4 separate regions of the Mus musculus genome follow, and all the other regions are linked to region 2. The links are chromatin contacts, called in public HiChIP or PLAC-seq maps. All regions are on one chromosome and are shown on one strand. The core of a region is the stretch at or near the end of the contact, and the rest is flanking DNA. Distances in the headings are between cores, read along the strand shown. Region 1 overlaps Fmnl3 (formin-like 3). Region 2 holds the start of Spats2 (spermatogenesis associated, serine-rich 2). Region 3 overlaps Fmnl3 (formin-like 3). Region 4 holds the start of Dhh (desert hedgehog).

What was found. HiChIP or PLAC-seq counts read pairs in DNA pulled down with a chosen protein or histone mark.
Region 1: an HNF4G HiChIP or PLAC-seq map of pancreatic cancer cells shows a contact between it and region 2. The contact joins the enhancer-like site here to the promoter of Spats2 in region 2. A contact is called at or near these places in 1 of 39 promoter capture datasets (cranial neural crest), 4 of 115 datasets of contacts at active chromatin or transcription factors (effector CD8 T cells, extraembryonic endoderm stem cells, microglia and 1 more) and 2 of 9 other capture datasets (liver and pancreatic islet).
Region 3: an H3K27ac HiChIP or PLAC-seq map of extraembryonic endoderm stem cells shows a contact between it and region 2. The contact joins the enhancer-like site here to the promoter of Spats2 in region 2. A contact is called at or near these places in 6 of 39 promoter capture datasets (3T3-L1-derived adipocytes, cranial neural crest, liver and 2 more), 7 of 115 datasets of contacts at active chromatin or transcription factors (the SCID.adh cell line, embryonic stem cells, extraembryonic endoderm stem cells and 2 more) and 2 of 9 other capture datasets (embryonic stem cells and pancreatic islet).
Region 4: a contact with region 2 is called in a FOXA1 HiChIP or PLAC-seq map of pancreatic cancer cells. The contact joins the promoter of Dhh here to the promoter of Spats2 in region 2. A contact is called at or near these places in 7 of 39 promoter capture datasets (3T3-L1-derived adipocytes, the HPC-7 cell line, hippocampal neurons and 3 more), 2 of 484 Hi-C or Micro-C datasets (embryonic stem cells and rod photoreceptor), 5 of 115 datasets of contacts at active chromatin or transcription factors (embryonic midbrain, embryonic stem cells, pancreatic cancer cells and 1 more) and 2 of 9 other capture datasets (adipose tissue and pancreatic islet).

What each region holds. Positions count from the first base shown.
Region 1 is chr15:99,330,631-99,335,225 of GRCm38.p6, reverse strand. Fmnl3 (formin-like 3) reads left to right here. Exons shown (of 27, transcript NM_011711.2): 4 at 296-372; 5 at 3,156-3,239. Among named protein-coding and RNA genes, the nearest start is that of Gm22951, 35 kb to the left of the region's middle. Within about 2 kb of position 2,120, at least 292 of the 459 cell types and tissues checked have an H3K27ac peak or open chromatin away from gene starts, as enhancers often do. A contact at or near this core is called in effector CD8 T cells, liver, microglia and 1 more, where this site is marked.
Region 2 is chr15:99,123,960-99,128,586 of GRCm38.p6, reverse strand. It overlaps Spats2 (spermatogenesis associated, serine-rich 2), which reads right to left and starts at 1,742. Exons shown (of 13, transcript NM_139140.1): 1 at 1,700-1,742.
Region 3 is chr15:99,349,896-99,354,250 of GRCm38.p6, reverse strand. All of the region lies in intron 1 of Fmnl3 (formin-like 3), which reads left to right. Among named protein-coding and RNA genes, the nearest start is that of Gm22951, 16 kb to the left of the region's middle. Within about 2 kb of position 2,225, at least 31 of the 459 cell types and tissues checked have an H3K27ac peak or open chromatin away from gene starts, as enhancers often do. A contact at or near this core is called in extraembryonic endoderm stem cells, where this site is marked.
Region 4 is chr15:98,896,874-98,901,315 of GRCm38.p6, reverse strand. It overlaps Dhh (desert hedgehog), which reads left to right and starts at 2,776. Exons shown (of 3, transcript NM_007857.5): 1 at 2,776-3,346. The coding sequence starts at 3,044.

The sequences.
Region 1 (4,595 bases), core at 871-3,370, 210 kb before region 2:
GGCAGTGCATGCACACGGTCCATAGACATGCAGGCAGGCAAAGCACTCATACACAAAAATATAAATAAATAAAATCGAGAGGGGGCAGGCGTGGTGGTGCATGACTTTCATCGAAGCACTCAGGAGGCAGAGGCAGGGAGCTCTCTGAGTGTGAGGCCAACCTGATCTACACAGTGAGTTCCAGGACAGCCAAGGCTACACAGAGAAACCCTGCCTTAGAAAAAAAGAAAAAAAAGGAAAAGAAAGATGGTTGGCAGGGAATGCCCATCAAGTGACAGAGGCTCCCTGTTTACAGAAGTTCCGGAGGAGAGTGCAGGAGTCCACTAAAGTCCTACGGGAGCTGGAGATCTCACTTCGCACCAATCACATTGGGTAAGTCAGGTTTGTCATCTGCTCTCCCTGACACCAGACACTGCCTCCCACACAGGTTTGGGTCCCCTTTTTTGGTTTATCCTTCCGGCCATGAATAGCATCTGGCTCCACAGAGCTTTAGACGTGCCATTTCTGGCTTTTCTGCCCTTCTGTACTGCCAGCTGCTGACCGGTTACTTCTGGCAAGCTTGGGGCCTCTCTTGGGGTCCTGTGGCTTTGACTGGAAGACATTCCCATAGCAGCTGAGACCAGAGTCTGCCTGTGGTCTGGTACTGGGCCAAGAAAGGCCTGGCAAAGGTTGGGACGTGAGATGTATTATATTGAACAATGAAATTAGTTACTAATTGGTGACTAGTTAGATTTTTTGGTATAGAGATTACTTATTTGTTTGAAAGAAAATAATCTTTGTACATGAGCAGAAGAGGCTTCCTAAAGCACTGGAGGTGTAAGACAGGATCAGGCGTTGGCTGTCTCCCGTGCTCACAGATCCTATTGCTGCCAGTGCGCTGAGTGGGCCCCAGGGTCTGTGCAAGACTTTCAGCCTGATCAGGGAACCAGGGGTTGCTGAGGAAGCTAAGGGCTGATGCTGAGGCTCAGGGAGAGTACAGCGCCTCTGTCCCATGAAGCTGTTCCAGCAAGAGTAAGAAACAACTGGAAAGAGTGGCCACACAGAAGGGACAGTGAACTAAGACCGCAGCACTTCAGGTAGGGGTGCCTCAGTGAGAGCAGTGAAGGGTGAAGTGGGTTTCTGGGTAGATGCCAGCCTGCGTCCCTGAGCTTTCTGAGAGTAAGGTGGAAAGAGCCACTGACATCACCAGCTTTTCCTCTTTTGTCAAGCGCAGCCTACGTGTCTGCCCCAGGCCTGATGTGCCTGGACCCCTTTAGAGGGAGAGGACATCTGTATGTAGCCAGCTGCAACAGCACTCAGAAGGGAAGCAGCACAGGAGAGGACAGGAAAGGGACCCTTCCTGGTGTTGGGAGCTGCGCTGTGGTAGCCAAAGCATGGCTTCCACACTACAGTCATCTGTGACCCAGACATGGAAAGCCACCAAGAAAGGTGTGGCCAAACCCTGCTGTCCCCACTCCCACCCTTAAGAATCTCACAGAAGGAAAACTAGGAGAGTGCATCACTTAGGCTTTGTGTGTGGTTGAGAGTGACACTGTGGCAGTCCTGAGCACCCCGGGCCTCTCTCAGGCCTTGCCGTCTTCTCTAAGTCCTGCTGTAACTGGTGGGAGGATGGGGGGTCTGCTCTCCTTGGCAGAGGAGCACAAAGAAACAGTCCCCTGTGGTTAGCACAGTTCCAGGCCCCAGGGCTTCTTAGCATTGGCTCACAAGTTTGAGGTCTAGACCCAGCCCTTGGTTCCCAGGGAAGAGTTAAGCCCGTGCCATCTAATCTGAGGCTTCTCTGGGTAGTTCTATGAGGAGACAGGATCCTTCTCTTCAGGAAGCTTGTCAGGCTAGTCAGGGGTGGAAGGAGGCCAGGACCAAGTGAGAAGGGGATCCTGCTTTGCTTACAGCCAGATGGACGGGGTCCTGCAGGAGTGAGGCCCGCGGTGTATGGGGTCTCTTGCTCTGGGCTGAGGCTGCCTGAGTAGGATTCCAGGGCCCTCTAGCTCTTGTGGTTTGTATTGGTTTTCTGCCTTGTCAAAGTGCCCTTTAACCTCCCCTCAAAGTGTCAGGATCCCTAAAATAGCAGTGTAGACTCAGACAGGAAATGAGAAGGGGGTGGGGAGCTGGAGAGCAGACAGACAGGAAATGGGAGGCCTGTCGGCCCCCAGAGAGGAAGCTAACTTGAGGCAGCTCCAGTGTCAGCTTCAGCTGGAGCTTTGCTGGCAAATCAGCCAAGCCTGGTGCTCTAGCGCCAGCCTCTCAGCTGCGGGTGTGGCTAGCCAGGATGGAGCTGGTGTTCCAGCTGTGGGGTAGACACAGCCCTGCAGGGCAGTTTGGACACAGCTGGACTATGTAGTTCCATGGACATTTCAGGAGGACTAGAGTACTCAGGAGAACAAGGCTTCCATCCTGAGGGGTTTAATGTCTCTGCACTGAAATAGACCTGTCACAACCCCCCACCAATTCTAAGGGAGTTTGCTCTTCACTTTTATTCCAGAGTTAGCATAGGCCAAAGGGAAAGCAAAAATGCCCCAGGTCATTGTCCTCCTGTCTGCTCACCTGCCTGCCTTTCCACATTGCCATCTTCCTGGGAGAGCCATGACTGGAGCGTGTATGTTCCCTAAGCTTTTTTGGTTCTGCCGGACCCACTCCAGCCGAACACAGAACTCTCACAACCATCTTTGCTCATTGCTTCTCAAAATTGAACTCAGCGGTGAGCCCTCTGGCCCTGTAAGGCTCTCTTTGAGATTTATGGCACTAGGGACTTGCAGGCTTTTCCAGGCCCAGCTCTGTGAGTGGTGAATGCTCTGGATGCCTCCCCAATTCCTCCAGCACATGGTGGAAAAGGACTTCATGCCTAGCATTGTATCAGATCAAAGGGACACAGGAAATAATGGGGTTATAACCTGGCCCAAGAGGAGAGACTGGCTAGAATCTCATCTGGCTGAAGCCCATTTGTGATGTATTCTCCTGCCTCTGGGAAGTCCAGGCTGGCAGCATGACCACATAGGGGCCTGTCATAGGTTATGGTTTTCAGGATTTTCTCAGCCTGATAGTAGGTTCCAGTAGCATGCAAGAGAGCAAATTTATTGAGGGCTAGATTGCTGGGTCAGAGCCTCCACCAAACCAAGCCAGTTTGCACACTACATCCACTGTGTTTGCTGTATCTGCAGGTGGGTGAGGGAGTTTCTCAATGATGAGAACAAAGGCCTGGACGTGCTGGTGGATTACCTGTCATTTGCCCAGTGTTCTGTCATGTAAGTACCACAGGGCAAAGGTTGGGGACTCACTGGGAAGCAGACAGTCCCCATCTATTTAGAAGAAGGATGAGGGCTGGGAATGCAAGCCAGCAGAGCATTGCCTGCCATGTGCTGAGGCTGAGGTGTCAGGCTCCAGCATGGGGGAAATGTGGGGTGGGAAAGAAAAAGGAAGAGTGAGATTCCAACAGAGAAGGTGGGCATGGGCATCCCCAGAGCAGGAGGAAGTAGCTCAAGTGTTGCTGCAGACATGAGCAGGCAAGACAAGGGAATAGCAGGCATCAGCAAGGACTGGAAAGTTAGCTGGAGTAGAAGACATGTTCTAGGGAGCATGAAGAGAACAGTCCGGCAAGGGAGCTTGGAGTCAGAAGCCAAGTGATCCAAGTACCAGGCTGCAGGACCTCCAGGAAATAGCCTGGATCCTCAGGAGACAGGCTCCTTAGGGTTTCATCATTTCAACAACATTGAGTCTTCATGAGGCAGCTTGGGCCCTGAGATGTGAGAGGGTGACTATAGGCCTATTGTTGAGGAAGGCCAGTGAGCGTGGTGACCTTCGACCCGAACAGATCGAATAAGTATTTGGGAGCATTTTCAAGACATCCTTTTCATATGGAGGGAGTTAGCTGTTGGTTAGCACAGGAGAGCAAGCATGGTGAGGTGCAGTGAATGAGAGCTTTTGGAGTCAAAGTTGTGTTGTGCACTATCTGTGGAACCTCAGGTACCTTTGTCCTCCTGACTAAACAAATTAGATGGGAAGGTGTGTATCCCTCTTAGCCTCCTCCCCTGGTGGCTGCTCTGCTGTTAGTTATCACCCAGGTGATAAGCCTGCCTCTAATCTTTGGACATAGAGAAAGAAGGCTAACTGTGATAGTAAATGAAGTTAGCAGCATATGCAGGCTTACACTTTAGTTAGACAAGTCAGCCTAAGGAGGACAGTCCAGGTTTGCTCTCAGCTTCCCATGGGTCCCGAACTGAAAGTCCCTAGTCTGCAGAAATCCGGGTCTTGAGCCTTGGACCTTGCCTAGACATCTGCTTGTCCACTGTCCCTGCCCTTATGGCTCTTCTTGGTCCAGTGTGTTTCCTCCAGGGGACCTAGCAATGTCTCCCAGGTTTAGCTTCCCATCCCACTTGCAGGTCATTCTCTTTAAAGCCAGAGTAACCTGCTTCCCATCCACATCTCTGTGGAAGTCCTACTTCACGGTTCTCCTGTCCCTTTAAATAATCTTTTTATAGAAAAAAATGGGGAAGTTTTGCTTAAGTGAATTTTTAGTTCAGAACTTTTATAGTAAAAAGATATAGATCATTTCCCCAAATATGCCTGTCTTTCTTGAAAAAGCAAACAATCCCATTGCTCCA
Region 2 (4,627 bases), core at 493-2,992:
ATGATTTCTGTGCACGGCCCTGGCTGTCCTGGAATTCATTTTGTAAACCAGGCTGGCCTCGAACTCACAGAGATCTGCCTGCTTCTGCCTCCTGAGTGCTGGGATTAAAAGCATGCATGGCCACCATCAGGCTATAAGTAAGAATTTTTAAAGGTACATTTTAGGTCATGATTTTTTTTGATATTTAGAAGGTGGCCTAATGCTGCCCGCTATCAGAAACACAGCTGAAAACTATAAACGGATGACTGCCCAGAAATTTTAGTTTAGATGAGTCAGCAAAACTTCACGTCTCACCAATGAAAAGCTTAACGCACACATCTATGAATGCATAATGATAATAATAGCTTCAGAATCAGTGATCTTCCAGTCAGTGCTGTATCAAATTTGGCCTGGAAATTAAAGTATAAAGAAGATACAGGCCCAGCCTCACAGCTGTAATCCCAGCAGCTGGGAGTCTGAGGCAAAAGAACTTTACTTCAAAGGCTAACTGGGGTTACACAATAGGTCACAAGCCAGCCTAGGTTACTGATAAAGACTAAGACCACCCCCAAGGGGGGAGTCTGGGGGGGGGGGTGGAATGCAAAGTCCATAACCCTGAAATACTTATTCACAGGACTCCCAAACCACCTTAACTCAAAAATACGAGAATGTGGAGGCAGTTTGACCACTAGGAATCAGCATCCCTGAACAATTTCTAAAAACAAAAAACCGAAACTCTCTTCCCCCAAGCACAAAACCAGAATTAGAAGGTTTATGAACATTTTTTTTTCAAGCCGGAACATTTCTCAATGGGAAACAAAAATTCCAACAAAGGACAGACAACTTAAATTTAAAAAGAAAAAAAAAATCACAGTTATTCATTACTTTTCAAACCAAACATCTTCAACTCCGCAGTATCGCTGACCTCGCTCATGGTAGAGTACTGCCGGCAGTGTGTTCTCTCTTGCTTCAATAAATACGGAGAAATTATATACAGTAGTCTGCTGAGCTGATCGAGAATAAATATTACAGTTTTGCCTTACAACAAAATGAACTATAAATAATAATAATAAAATTACTGGGAGAAGGGCTTGCATGCCTTAGCAAGGGGCCAAGACTAACCCACTCCCTAAAAAAAAAAAAAAATAGAATCATCTTGGATGAATTAGGAGACGAAGACCCTCTAGTGCACCTCTATCCTAGGCTCTGGTTTAATTCAAAACCAAACTCGTATTTCTTTGCCTCTCTTTGCCTTTTCTAGTCCGGTTTCCTCTCAAATTCCGAAATTGTCCTTCTACCCTTTAAGTCCCATGATGGCACTTGCGTCCTGACACAATGCAGAAGACTTTACACATGCCCATCTCGCCGTACTTCACATTTCAATCGACCCATTATTTCATTCTTTCCGATCCCGCACGTAGTTTCTGAAATCTAGGACCGCACACACGCTCTCGCCAGAGTCCCCCTCACTCCATTGTTTCTCCGGCCTATCCTCTGGAAACTCCCCAACTCGGACCCGTGTGCTTCGCTCGCCCCTTTAACCCCAGAAACCCGCGGCCCTCTCCACACTGCGGGAACCAAAGGGCTCCCGGTCCCCCTCCTCTCGGTACCCCAACCCCCAACAACTGCCCCTTCCCTCTTTCCCCTTCCTCGAGCCCTCCCTCCACCTCCGGCCCCTCTCGCCCCCGCCACCCACTTCACCCAACACCCCCAGCCTTACCTAGCCCGGGCTCCCTGCAGCCGCCGCGTCCCCCCAGTTCCGGGCTCTGCGTTCCGGACGCTCCCGGGTCTGGGATGAGGAAAGAAGAGCCTCCGCCTCCTCCTCGCCCTCGTCCTCGGGAGCCGCCGCCGTCGCTGCCGCGCTCCTCCCCCAGCTCGCCCGAGGCCCGACGCCGAGCCGCCCCGCCCCCACCGCCGCCTTCCCCGCGTCCCTCGTCCGCCGGGCGGCCGGCAGAGCCTCGCAGGCGCGGCTGGGGCCGGAGTGCCCGCGGATCCACAGCGACCCTCGTCCGCCCGCACTCGCGCCGCCGCTCGCCCCTCTCGCCCCGCCTCGGAGCCCGCGCGTGCGCGCGCGCTCGTACTCGTGCATGCGCCCCCCGCCAGCCGGAGCGCAGGGCGCGCGCTCGCGCCGGCGCGACCCCGATGCGCCGCACGCGGGAGACCGGAGCCGAGGGGACCGGGGCGCGCGGCCGGGTTACCGCTCCTCTCAGGCGCTCTCCCTTCGCGCGGGGTTCGCGCGCCTGAGTTGCGGGAGACGGGGAATTAATTCACTGAGGGGTTGAAGGAGCGGGTCAGGGGCCAAACGGGAAGGAACGGCGGCGAGACGAGCAGGGCGCGTACTCGCGTCCGCGTGCGGGAAAGGCGACCTAAAGCGGCCGGGCTAGGAGTGGGCGCCAGCGTGCCCCTAAGTGACGAGCCGAGCGGGAACTGACGGAAAGAGCCGAAACTCACCGGAGGTGGCCGAAGATTCCCAATGGGATCCTAGAGCCTTTCGCTCCAGGTCTGCAGGCACGTCCGCCCTCTCTAGCAGGGAACAATTCAGCCGCTCACTCCCTTTAACTTTGCCCGCCTCCGGACCTACCTTCTGCTCCTAAAGGTTATTTCAGAGCCACCTGGCCACCCAGCCTGATGGGAGAGGTTCTGGAGAGAGGATGTGCGAGCGAACGACCTCACACTTCCTGCATCCCTCTACGTGGCTGTGATTAGGAAGGGCTGTTGTCGAATCTTTCTGTTAAATACCTAACTTCGTAATCAGGGCTCGAAATCTCCAGCCTCTCCAGAGCCAGATCATCGCTAGTATTGATGTATCTTTTGAGTTAGTGTCTTACCGGTTCTGATCAGGAGAGAGAGGTTAGGAAGGGCATGTCCAACCACATTCAAGCCAAGGAACTTAAATATGAGACCTGTTTTGGCGGTTATTTTTAAAATCTAAATAGTGAACTTTGTGGAAGACAATCATGTCACAATATCAAAAGGTTGGATACGCCTGGTAGAGGCTGAGTTTTCGACTAAATCATCACTGAAAATATTCATCACCATCTACTTCTCACTTCCTTTGAAGCCAAGCAAAGGGGCTTTGAATAGTCAGAACCACCTCAAGTGCGTGCTTATAGATGTGTGCTACAGGCAGAGCACAGTATATCCATATGTTTTATCACTCCAGTCTTAGATCATATAATTGACCATGGGACAGTATGTGTCTGCCAAGTCAGATGTCTTCATCGGATCCTTGTTCTTTTTGCTGTGCACTGTTTTTATTTTTGTTTATTGTGACAAGATCTGGCCATGTAGCTCTCTGCTGGCCTCCAACTCTGGAACTTCCTGCCTCAGCCTCCTGATCACTAGGAAATCCGAGGCTTATACCGTGCTGGAAGAGCACTGCTGCCCCTCCCCACCCACCCCCAACCTTAAACATGCTAGGCGCAGTTCTTTTTTCATGTAATGTTAATATTTTTTGATTGATTGAACTTGTGTGTCTTGCCTGCGTGTATGTATACCATATACCTGGTGCCAGCAGAATTCAAAGGAGGACAACAGATCAAGACCTGAAGTTCTGAATGGTTGTGAGCCACCCTGTGGATTCTGGGGATCAAGTTCATAACTGCCCTCCCCTGGGCACCGTTCTTTATATAAGAATAAAAGGTATTGGGCCGTGTACAGCAGCACACACTATAACTGCAGCACTCAGGAGCCTGAGGCAGAAGGATTGTGAGTTCGAACCCATCCTGGGATGCATAGCAAGACACTGTTTTTAGTTTTTAATTTTTTTTTTTAGATTTATTTATTTATTATATGTAAGTACACTGTAGCTATCTAGGACACCCCAGAAGAGGGCATCAGATGTCATTATGGATGGTTGTGCGCCACCATGTAGTTGTTGGGATTTGAACTCAGAACCTCTGGAAGAGCAGTCAGTGCTCTTAACTGCTGAGCCATCTCTCCAGCCCCTAGCACTGTTTTTTTTAAAAAGAAGCAAGTTACTGGGTGTAACAGTACATTCTAATCCCAGCACTCAAGAGGTGGGTGGATCTCTATGAGTTCAAATCCAGCCTGGTCTCCATAGTGAGTACCAGGTGCCCAATTTTTTGTGTTTCTTAACTTTGCACAGATAAAAGTTAAAGAATTTGGAGCCAAACCAGTTGTGGTGATGCACATCTGTATTTCCAATACTCAAAAGGCTGCGAGTAGAAGAGGCTCAAGTTTCAGACCAGCCTGAAACTGTATAGTGAGCTCTAACAAGCCTGAGATAGAGCAAGGCTCTCAAACTCCGGAAGTGCAGGCTGAAGAAATAACACGGTGATTGCATGCAAATGCACTGCTCTTCCAGAGGAGCTGAATTCAGTTCCCAGCACCCATACCAGGTTGCTGATAACCACCTGTAACTTTAGCTCTGGGGGCATCCAGTGCCCTGGCTTCTGTGGGCACCCGCACTCCTGTACACACACACAGAGACACATACAAATAATTTAAAAAAATAAATTTACCTGGGCATGGTTGTAGTCCCAGCTTTCGGGGGCAGAGACAGGCAGATCTCTTGTGAGTTCTAGGCCAGCCTGGTCTACAGAGCAAGTTCCAGGACAACCAGGACTAGACAGAGAAACCCTGTCTTGAAATTAATTAACTTTAAAATAGACACTGAGAGATGACT
Region 3 (4,355 bases), core at 976-3,475, 230 kb before region 2:
CTGGAACTCACTCTGTAGACCAGGCTGGCCTGAAGCACAGAGATCCACCTGCCTCTGCCTCCCAAGTGCTGGGATTAAAGGTGTGTGCCACCACTGCCCAGCTGGACAGACTTCTTGTTTGTGGTTCGTTTTTACTGGCCTCTCCTGAGCATGAGCCTCACACAACACTCTTAACCCGCAGGTCCTTGGCAGGTTGGGCTTGGTGTGAATCCTGTTCTTTGAGAAGTGCTCACATCTATATGCAGGTTGTATTTGGATGTATCTGGCATGAGTTCTAGATTAGTAGTCCAGTAGTAGCTCCTAATTGCTTCCTTTGGGCTTTTTAATTACTGCTGGCATGGTGGGTGACTAAGGAATTAAGAATCTCCTGTACATTTATAGAGCAACAGGTTCTGGTATGTTCCCAAAGTATGTATCTTAATTTCCCCCAAAATATCCATGCTAAAAGTTGTGAACATAACCTTTGGATGTGAGGGGTGGCCAGCTGAAGAGCCTCAGGTAGCATTTGGCCTCTTGGTACTTGTTGCTCTGGATGCTCAGGGAGATGTCAGGGCCACACCATAGCCACATCACCGCTATTACTCTTCTCTCCTGTTTTCGAAGCAAGGCTGTGAAGGTTCCCTTCAGTTTCCTTCAGGGACTCTGAGGCAGTGAGCCAAAGATGCCAGTATACCATCTCGTCTGCCTAGACACAGGGACAGGGACATTTCAGCCATCAAAGGCTCAGCAGGCATTTATTGAGGGCTTAGAATTGTGTTAATTGCCATAGGACTAAAGATGACTAAGACAGTGTCTACCCCAGGAGCTCAGGCTGGAGGGGGAGCCAAACTCAGGGAACGTATAATTACAGTATGTAGTTAGGTGAGGTTTTGGTGAACATCGGCTGGAAACATGCATAGCACCAGGGGAACATCACCTGCAGGAGGAAATCTCTGTTGGCCGATGGGCTAATAGGATTTGGACAGAGTCTGGGACAGAGAAAGCACTCCAGAGAGAGGACAGCATGGGCCTAGACATGGAGGGGACAGAGCTTGATGTGCGCCGAGATCTGTCCAGGGCAGCTCACTGCTGTTGTGTAGTGCAGGCTGGAGCAGTGGGGGATGAAGCCTTGGATGTTACATGGAAGGAACTGTACCTAATGCTTTTTCCAAGGGAGTGTCACAAGCAGATTGTGGGTTGTGTGTAGGTCAGTCCCGTGAGTCCCATGGGACGAAGTCAGCAACGAGAGGAGGAGTTGAGTACTATATGATGATGGTGGAGGCACAGTGGGACTTAGAGGGCCTATTAAGTCTGACACTGGGAGCATGGAGACGAGACCATGAAACTCAGGATGTCTCCTGAGGTTTCTAGCTTGCTTGGTCAGTTAAGTGAAAGTTCCTTCAGCTGACAGAACACAGAACAACCTGAGAATGGTAAGTGGTGAGGCCTGTCTGAGACATGAAGGCTCAGAACCAGATGTGGGAATAACATCTACTGGGAAGCTGGAGATTTACCAGTGGAGCTCAAAAGAGATACTTGGGGCAGAACTATATATTTAAGGGTTACTAGTGTACTGGTCAAGTAAAACCTGGTCAGTTTATATTCCCACAGCCCAGCCCTTCGGGAACTGGGAGGGAAACTCAGAGGACTTAGTGTCCCAGGGAGCAAAGCGGACATGAGAAGAGTAGAGGCTGAGGAGAATGATTGACAGGTTTACAGACCACAGGTGGAACTGGAGGAAGTCAGGGACAGCTGGGAAAGTGAGGGATTTGAGGTATACCAGGAATGCTGGAAATCTGGTGACATCTTCCCCTAATCTCTAAGATAACCACACTGTGACCTGACAAGTTGAGTGGAATCCCAGATTTCCCGGCTGTTCTGATAGTGTGGCAGCTTAGTCATTGCTTCTGTCCTGCCCGTCTGGTAAACCCCTGATAGATGGTATGTGTAAAGCCGCTCTCCCCTGCAGAGTGGTTGGCTTGCAGGAGATAATGGACCCCTCCTGCACTAGCTGTTGGGCTACATCATATTCCTATTTTGCAGATGGGAAAACAGGCACAGAAAGCTGACAACTTTCCTAGTATCTCATGACAAATATTTTAAAACAAATGACCCAGATTCATAATCCTAGTCAAAGTCTCCTGACCAAGATTCAAACCTGCGTCATCTCTTGCTCCCAAAGCCTGAGCTGTTCTTTGTTTTGTTTTCAGGCAAGGTCTCACAGCCAGATCCTGACTCACAGAGATCTGCTTGCCTCTGCCTCCTAAGGGCTAGGACTAGAGGTGTGTGCCAGCGTGCTTCGCACAGCGTGTGCTGTGTAAAGTTTGAAATGTTCCTTGGCTGTTAGAGCATGCTGTGTCTCAGAGGACAGTTCCTTTCTCTTGTTCTGCATAGTGACTCTTACTGAGAAACGTTGATGGTGTCTTTGCACTGCCTTGCTCAGCTGGTTTTACTCGGTCTTGCTAGGCAAGGAAGCATGGTTTAGAGATCAAAGCTGTCAGACAAATCAGGACCTTCCTGAATTAGAAATGGAGTTCCCCGTGCTCCATCAAAGCTCATGGCAGGACATGGTAGAAGACCCTGGCTGCTGGAAACCACCTGTCTGGGCTTAAATTTGGGTTCTAGTACTTTCCTTTTTTTTTTTTTTTTTTTTTTTACCCCTCCAAGTTTTTTTCTTTTTGGGGGTGGTAGTGATGGTGGTGGTGATGGCAGTGATTCAACACAGGGTTTCTCTGTGTAGCCCTGGCTGTCCTGGAGCTCTCTGTAGACCAGGCTGGCCTCCAGTTTACAGAGATCCACCTGCCTCTGCCTCCATCTCCTCAGTGCTGGAATTAAAGGCACGCAGCACCACGCCCGCTGGTTTTATGACTTCATATGTGACTTTGAGCGAGTTGGTCTCCAGTTCTTACTGGGTTACAGGTGAAGGAGCATTTGCTGCAGTGGTTGTTGAGGGCGGTCACGGAGATAGTCTGAGACAAGTGCTAGTTATGAAATGCTTGGTTCTACATCCCTTCTAACCTCTGACCCTGACTAAACATGCCACCTAGGGTGCCTCACACTTCCATGAGGTCTCACTGGGTAGTCCTGCTTGGCCAGGAGCTTGCTATATAGACCAGGCCTCACGCTTAACAGATCTACCTGCCTCTGCCTCCCTAGTGCTAGGATTAGAGATATATGTCACCACATGTAGCCAAAAGCTACTCAGGGTTTCCTTATTTAATTTTTAAAAATGTCACATTTACACTTAAAATTTTTATTTATGTGGGTGTTTATGTGTCTGTGGACTGTGTGCTTGCCTGATACCTGCAGAGGCCAGATGAGGGCATCAGATTGTCTGAAACTGGAGTTTGGGTGCTGGGAGTTGAACCTGTGTCCTTTGGCAGAGCAGTCAGTGCTCTTAACCACTGAGCCCTCTCTGTAGCCCCCATCCCCCAGGGTCTCTCTAGATTATAGGGAACACACACACACACACACACTCTCTCCCCCCCCTTTAAAAAGATTTATTTATTTATTTGTTTATTTATTTTGAGTACACTGTAGCTGTCTTCAGACACACCAGAAGAGTACATTGGATCCCATTGCAGATGGTTGTGAGCCACCATGTGGTTGCTGGGAAATGAACTCAGAACCTCTGGAAGAGAAGTCAGTGCTCTTAACCGCTGAGCCATCTCTCTAGCCCAGGGAAGGAACTCTTATTAGGCCAAATACAGGGAGGTATTCTTTTCTAGTTGGATAGTCCAGTGAAATTCAAAAACACTGGAACAATTGACATAAGGTGAGATGTGGGTGGCTGTGACCTCTGTTAAGCTGTGGCCTTGAAGGCACGAGGGGTGACAGCATTGGAAGACTGCTCAGAGGTTAAGAGTAGACTGAGTTCATTATAGTTCCTCCCAAAGAGAGTAGAAGCCGGATCCACTGTGGACATGCCTCACTTAAGAGCCATTCAAAATGCAAGGAGAGGCAGAGGACTCGGAGTGCCTCTTCCCAGCTCCTGTGACATGTGACAGACATGTGCCTGGGCTGGGCCTCACTTTACCCTTCTGTAAAGCAGGAGTCATGCCCTCCCACGTGTGTTTAGAAGTAGGAAGGGATTCATTAAGTTTTATGGTTGGATAATAAGCTCCTGGATTTATTATGAGACTCCTGGAAAGTCAGAGCTGGGCCAAGGCAGGTGCACTGGATGCTGGAGAGCTGCCTCCTGTCAGCCTCTCCTGCCTTCTCGGGCCGCCCACGGACTCTACTAAGCTTTCTTCTGCGTTTGCCACACAGTGTGCTTCTGTGCTAAGTGTACACCCTCATGGAGTGTGCGCTCTGTGTGATGAAGTCATGCAAAAGGTGAGCAGTGAATAACTGAGGAAAACAATTTTTTTCTCTAT
Region 4 (4,442 bases), core at 1,527-4,026, 230 kb after region 2:
TCACTTGCATTTAAATTTTGAATTGGCTTTAAAACTTTTAGATTTTGTTTTTATTTATGTGTATGAGTATTTTGCCTGAATGAATGAATGTCTGTGTGCCACGGGAGTTCAGTGCCTGTGGCAGAAGAAGGGTGTTGGATCCCCTGGTATTGGAAACACGGACTAAAGATCAGCTGCCAAGTGGGTGCTGGGAATTAAACCTCTGTCCTTTGGAAAAGCAGCTGACCCATCTCTCCACCTTTATGATAGCAAACAGGGTTTGTTATTGTCATGGTTGCTTTTTGGCAGCTTGAAACAAATCTAGACGTGGGAAACAGAGAATCTTAATTGAGGAAATACCTCCATAAGGTTGAGCTGTAGGTAGATCTTCAGAGCATTTTCTTTAATAACTGATGTGGGAGGGCCCAGCCCACTGTGGGCAGTGCTACCTCCAGCCCCACCCCCAGAGGAGCAAGCCTGCCCTCCTCTGTAGCTTCTGTTTTAGGCCCTTCCTCCAGGGTCCTGGCTTAAGGTTTTCACTTTAGATTTTTGTGGGTTTATGTATGTGAGAGCTTTATGGGTATGTATGTATATATGTATATTTACCATATTTGTGCCCGGTCCCCCAGAAAGTCAGAAGAAGGTTGTCAGAGCCCCTGGAACTGGAGTTGTGGATGGTTGTGAACCGCCATATGCAAGAGCTGGGAACAGAACCTGGTGTCTCCAGGAAGAGCAGCCAGTGCTTGTGATGGCTGAGCCATCTCTCCAGTCTCCTTCCTGATGATCTTGTCCTGACTTCCCTTCATGAATGGACTGTGATTGGAACATGTGAGCTGAAATCCTTTTCTCCCCAAGTGGCCTCTGGTTCTCATGTTCTCCACTACATTCTCCTGTAACTGAATGGGTTAAGTGTCTCTGTGATGAGGCCTGAGGGATTTAAAATAGATTCCATGGCCCAGAGGGGGAGGAGGTAGGCAACGGAAGGAGAAGAGAGCCATCCTCCACAGACCAGGACGTTAGGTGTCCACAGCCCTTTGGCAGCTTCCAAATGACAACTTACTCAGAAGATGATGTGCTGGGTGAAGAACATGCCTGAAAGCCCAGGACTCAGCACAGCAAGAATGAGCCCAGCTTGGCTGTGTGCGAACATCTCAATCAAAGGGAAATGGGGATGTTGCTCAGTGCATAAAGATCAGTTGTGTGCTTGCCGGGCATGTCTGAATCCTGGCTTTTTATTTTATTTTTAATTAACTTATATACTTGTTTTGTTTTTTGTTTTTACTTTTGTTCTGTTTTGTTGATGTCTCTCTGTGTCTGTCGCCTTGGCAGTCCTGGAACTCACTTTGTAGACCAGGCTAGCCTTCAACTCACAAGAGATCTGCCTGTCCCTGCTCCCCAAGGGCTGAAATTAACACCCCACCCCACCCCTAACGTTTATTTTATTTGTTTTTTTGTTTTGTTTTGTTTTGTTTTTGTTTTTGTTTTTTTCGAGACAGGGTTTCTCTGTGTGTAGCCCTGGCTGTCCTGGCACTCACTTTGTAGACCAAGCTGGCCTCGAACTCAGAAATCCACCTGCCTCTGCCTCCCGAGTGCTGGGATTAAAGGCATGCGCCACCACGCCAGGCTACGTTTTATTTTATAAGTATGGGTATTTTGCTTGTACCAATTGTATGCCTGTTGCCCGAGGAGACCAGAAGACAGCATTGGACCCCCTCCCCATCGGATGTGGAGTTACAGAAAGAAGGGAGTTAGCCATTGTGTGGGTGCTATGAATCTAACTCAGGTCCTCTGGAAAAGCAGTCAGTGCTCTTAACTGCTGAGCCCTGAAGGCCCTGGTTCTGATCCGAGCACCACACAAACCTGGTGTGGTAGTGCATGGCTAATTTCAGTGCTGGGAAGCTAGAGGCCAAAGGAGAAAACATTCGCTGTCAGCCTGCTCTGTGAAGTGAGTTTGAGACCAAGCCTGAACTACATACAGTAAAGTCTGTCAAAAGAAGGAGAGGAGGGATAAAAAGTGGGTATCTGGCAACCATTTGAGAGGACATAAAACTTGGAAAGTCCTGGCCTGGCAAGGTAGATCAGCAGGTAAAAGCACTTGCCACACAAGCCTGGTCAACCGGAGCTCAATCCCTAGAGCCCGCTGAGGAAGGAGAAGGTGGACTCCCAAAAGCCCTCTGACCTCCACAGGTGTGCTATGGCATGTGCTGGCAGAGACAGACACAGTAGGGTTTTTTTTTGTTTTGTTTTGTTTTGTTTTTGTTTTTTTTTTTAATGTCTCAAACTGGATTGTGTCAGGCTCTGTTCCCAAGAAGATATAAAACCACCAAGGAAAATGATCCTCTGGGATCTCTGCTTGGTTATGGATGAGTGTTGAGAGAAATCGGGGAGACTTGAGGAGGAGCACGGAGATGGGAGGCTTTGATGGCTTGCCCAAAGGGCTTGGATGGCCTTGGAACTCAGACTTCCCGGAGGACAGCAGAGGGCATGGCGTGCCAGGGTAGACTTTAGGAAAGCAAAGACTAGTGCCCAGGAAGATAGTTTGGTGCCTAATTTAGACTCGGAGGTAGAAGGATGCTTATCCAGGCAGCCAGGACTCTAAAGCTTCAGGGATTTCCTAAGCAGGTGCCTGCATGGTTTCCAGGATGGGACACACTTCAGTGGAGTAATGGAACAGTGGTGTCCAGTTGTGACTGCTAGATCCCCCGCCCGGGTGGGAGGGGGCGGGACAGCCCTGAGAGAAGGGCGGGGGGCGGGGCCCGGGACCACTTAAGGCGGAGTCAGGGCGTTTCTGGGAGCACGGGAGCCGGGCAGCAGAGACTGGCTGGGCTGGCACTCACCCTCGACCCACCTGCTCTGTAAATGGTAGTCTATCAGTAGTAGGTTCCAGGTTCCCCAGGGCATGTAGGCAGAGTTAGCGGCTGCCAAGTGTTCAGAGCCACAGCGCTCCAGGTACTCTGGGACCTTCTCTATCTGCGGTGCTCTTTAGCTCCTGCGGAGATGCCCAATTGACAGGAGAGCCAGTGAGGACAAGAACGCTCCCTTCCGACCCAAGTCCACGGCACCCATGGCTCTGCCGGCCAGTCTGTTGCCCCTGTGCTGCTTGGCACTCTTGGCACTATCTGCCCAGAGCTGCGGGCCGGGCCGAGGACCGGTTGGCCGGCGGCGTTATGTGCGCAAGCAACTTGTGCCTCTGCTATACAAGCAGTTTGTGCCCAGTATGCCCGAGCGGACCCTGGGCGCGAGTGGGCCAGCGGAGGGGAGGGTAACAAGGGGGTCGGAGCGCTTCCGGGACCTCGTACCCAACTACAACCCCGACATAATCTTCAAGGATGAGGAGAACAGCGGCGCAGACCGCCTGATGACAGAGGTAAGGAGAGTTTCTCCCCACCTGCTCTACCACACCACCAGCTCCTCAATTTTCCTACAACAACCCTGGAGGATGAACTGTTCCTTCATCCCCAGAGACCCTAAACTAAAATAAAATAAAGTGAGATCTCCTTCATCACACCCTTCAGGAAAGCAAATAACCTGGTGGCTGGATAGTGGTTCGGAGGTATCCAAATGGGGAGAGAGTCTGCGATGGGGAGGGGGAGGAGGAACTGCCCAGTGAGAGTGAATCTGGGAGAGGCTGGAGCGAGGGCGGGGAAAGGAGGATGGCGGCAGGCGAGACGGGAAATGGCTGAGGCGTGGACCGGGGGTCAGTCACCGAGCCAGGCAGGAAGGGCTGGGGTGAGCTGGGGGCCAGGAGCTGGCTATGATAGGTAGACTGCATAAGGCTTTACACTTAGCCTGGCTCTTGGCCTGATGTCCAAAAGCTCTGTGAGCCAAAAGAAGGGGGCTGGAAAAGAGATGGGCAAGAGTCAGGTTACCAGACCAGACCATCTACCTGGGGATGGGGTGGCCATTGTCCTTGGCACGGGAAAGGTAGCCTATACTAGGGTCTAAACAACAGACTTTGGGGTGGGGGTGACCAAAAAACAGTCCTCAGAACAGACAGACACACCTGAGAATCAAGGGTTTCTGGGCCATCTAAACTCACCTTAGCTTGAGGACTCTGCTTTGAATATCAGCTAGCATTCTGGGGTACATGCTACAGAGGGGCACTGAACCAAGCCGACTCAGTGGGCCATGGCTTGGAAGGGAAGGGCCCAGAGCCCCTATGGCCAGTGCTGTAGAGTGTCTGACAGGAAACTCAGAAGACGTGTTTCTCCATCCCACCCCACCCCTCATTTTATATCTGAGAGCTGGGCTGCAGGAGAGGAAAAGCAACTTAATCAAAGCCTCACAGCCAAATTGTAGCATTGCTGAGAGCAGGTTCAGGACTCCTGGTTCTCAGTCCTATCTACTTTCCATTACACCACCTAATTGTGTGTGCAAGGGGCAGGCAGGGTAGTGTGTGTGTGTGTGTGTGTGTGTGTGGTGTACGGATTTCCTCTGACTAACTGCATAGTTTTCCAGGTTAT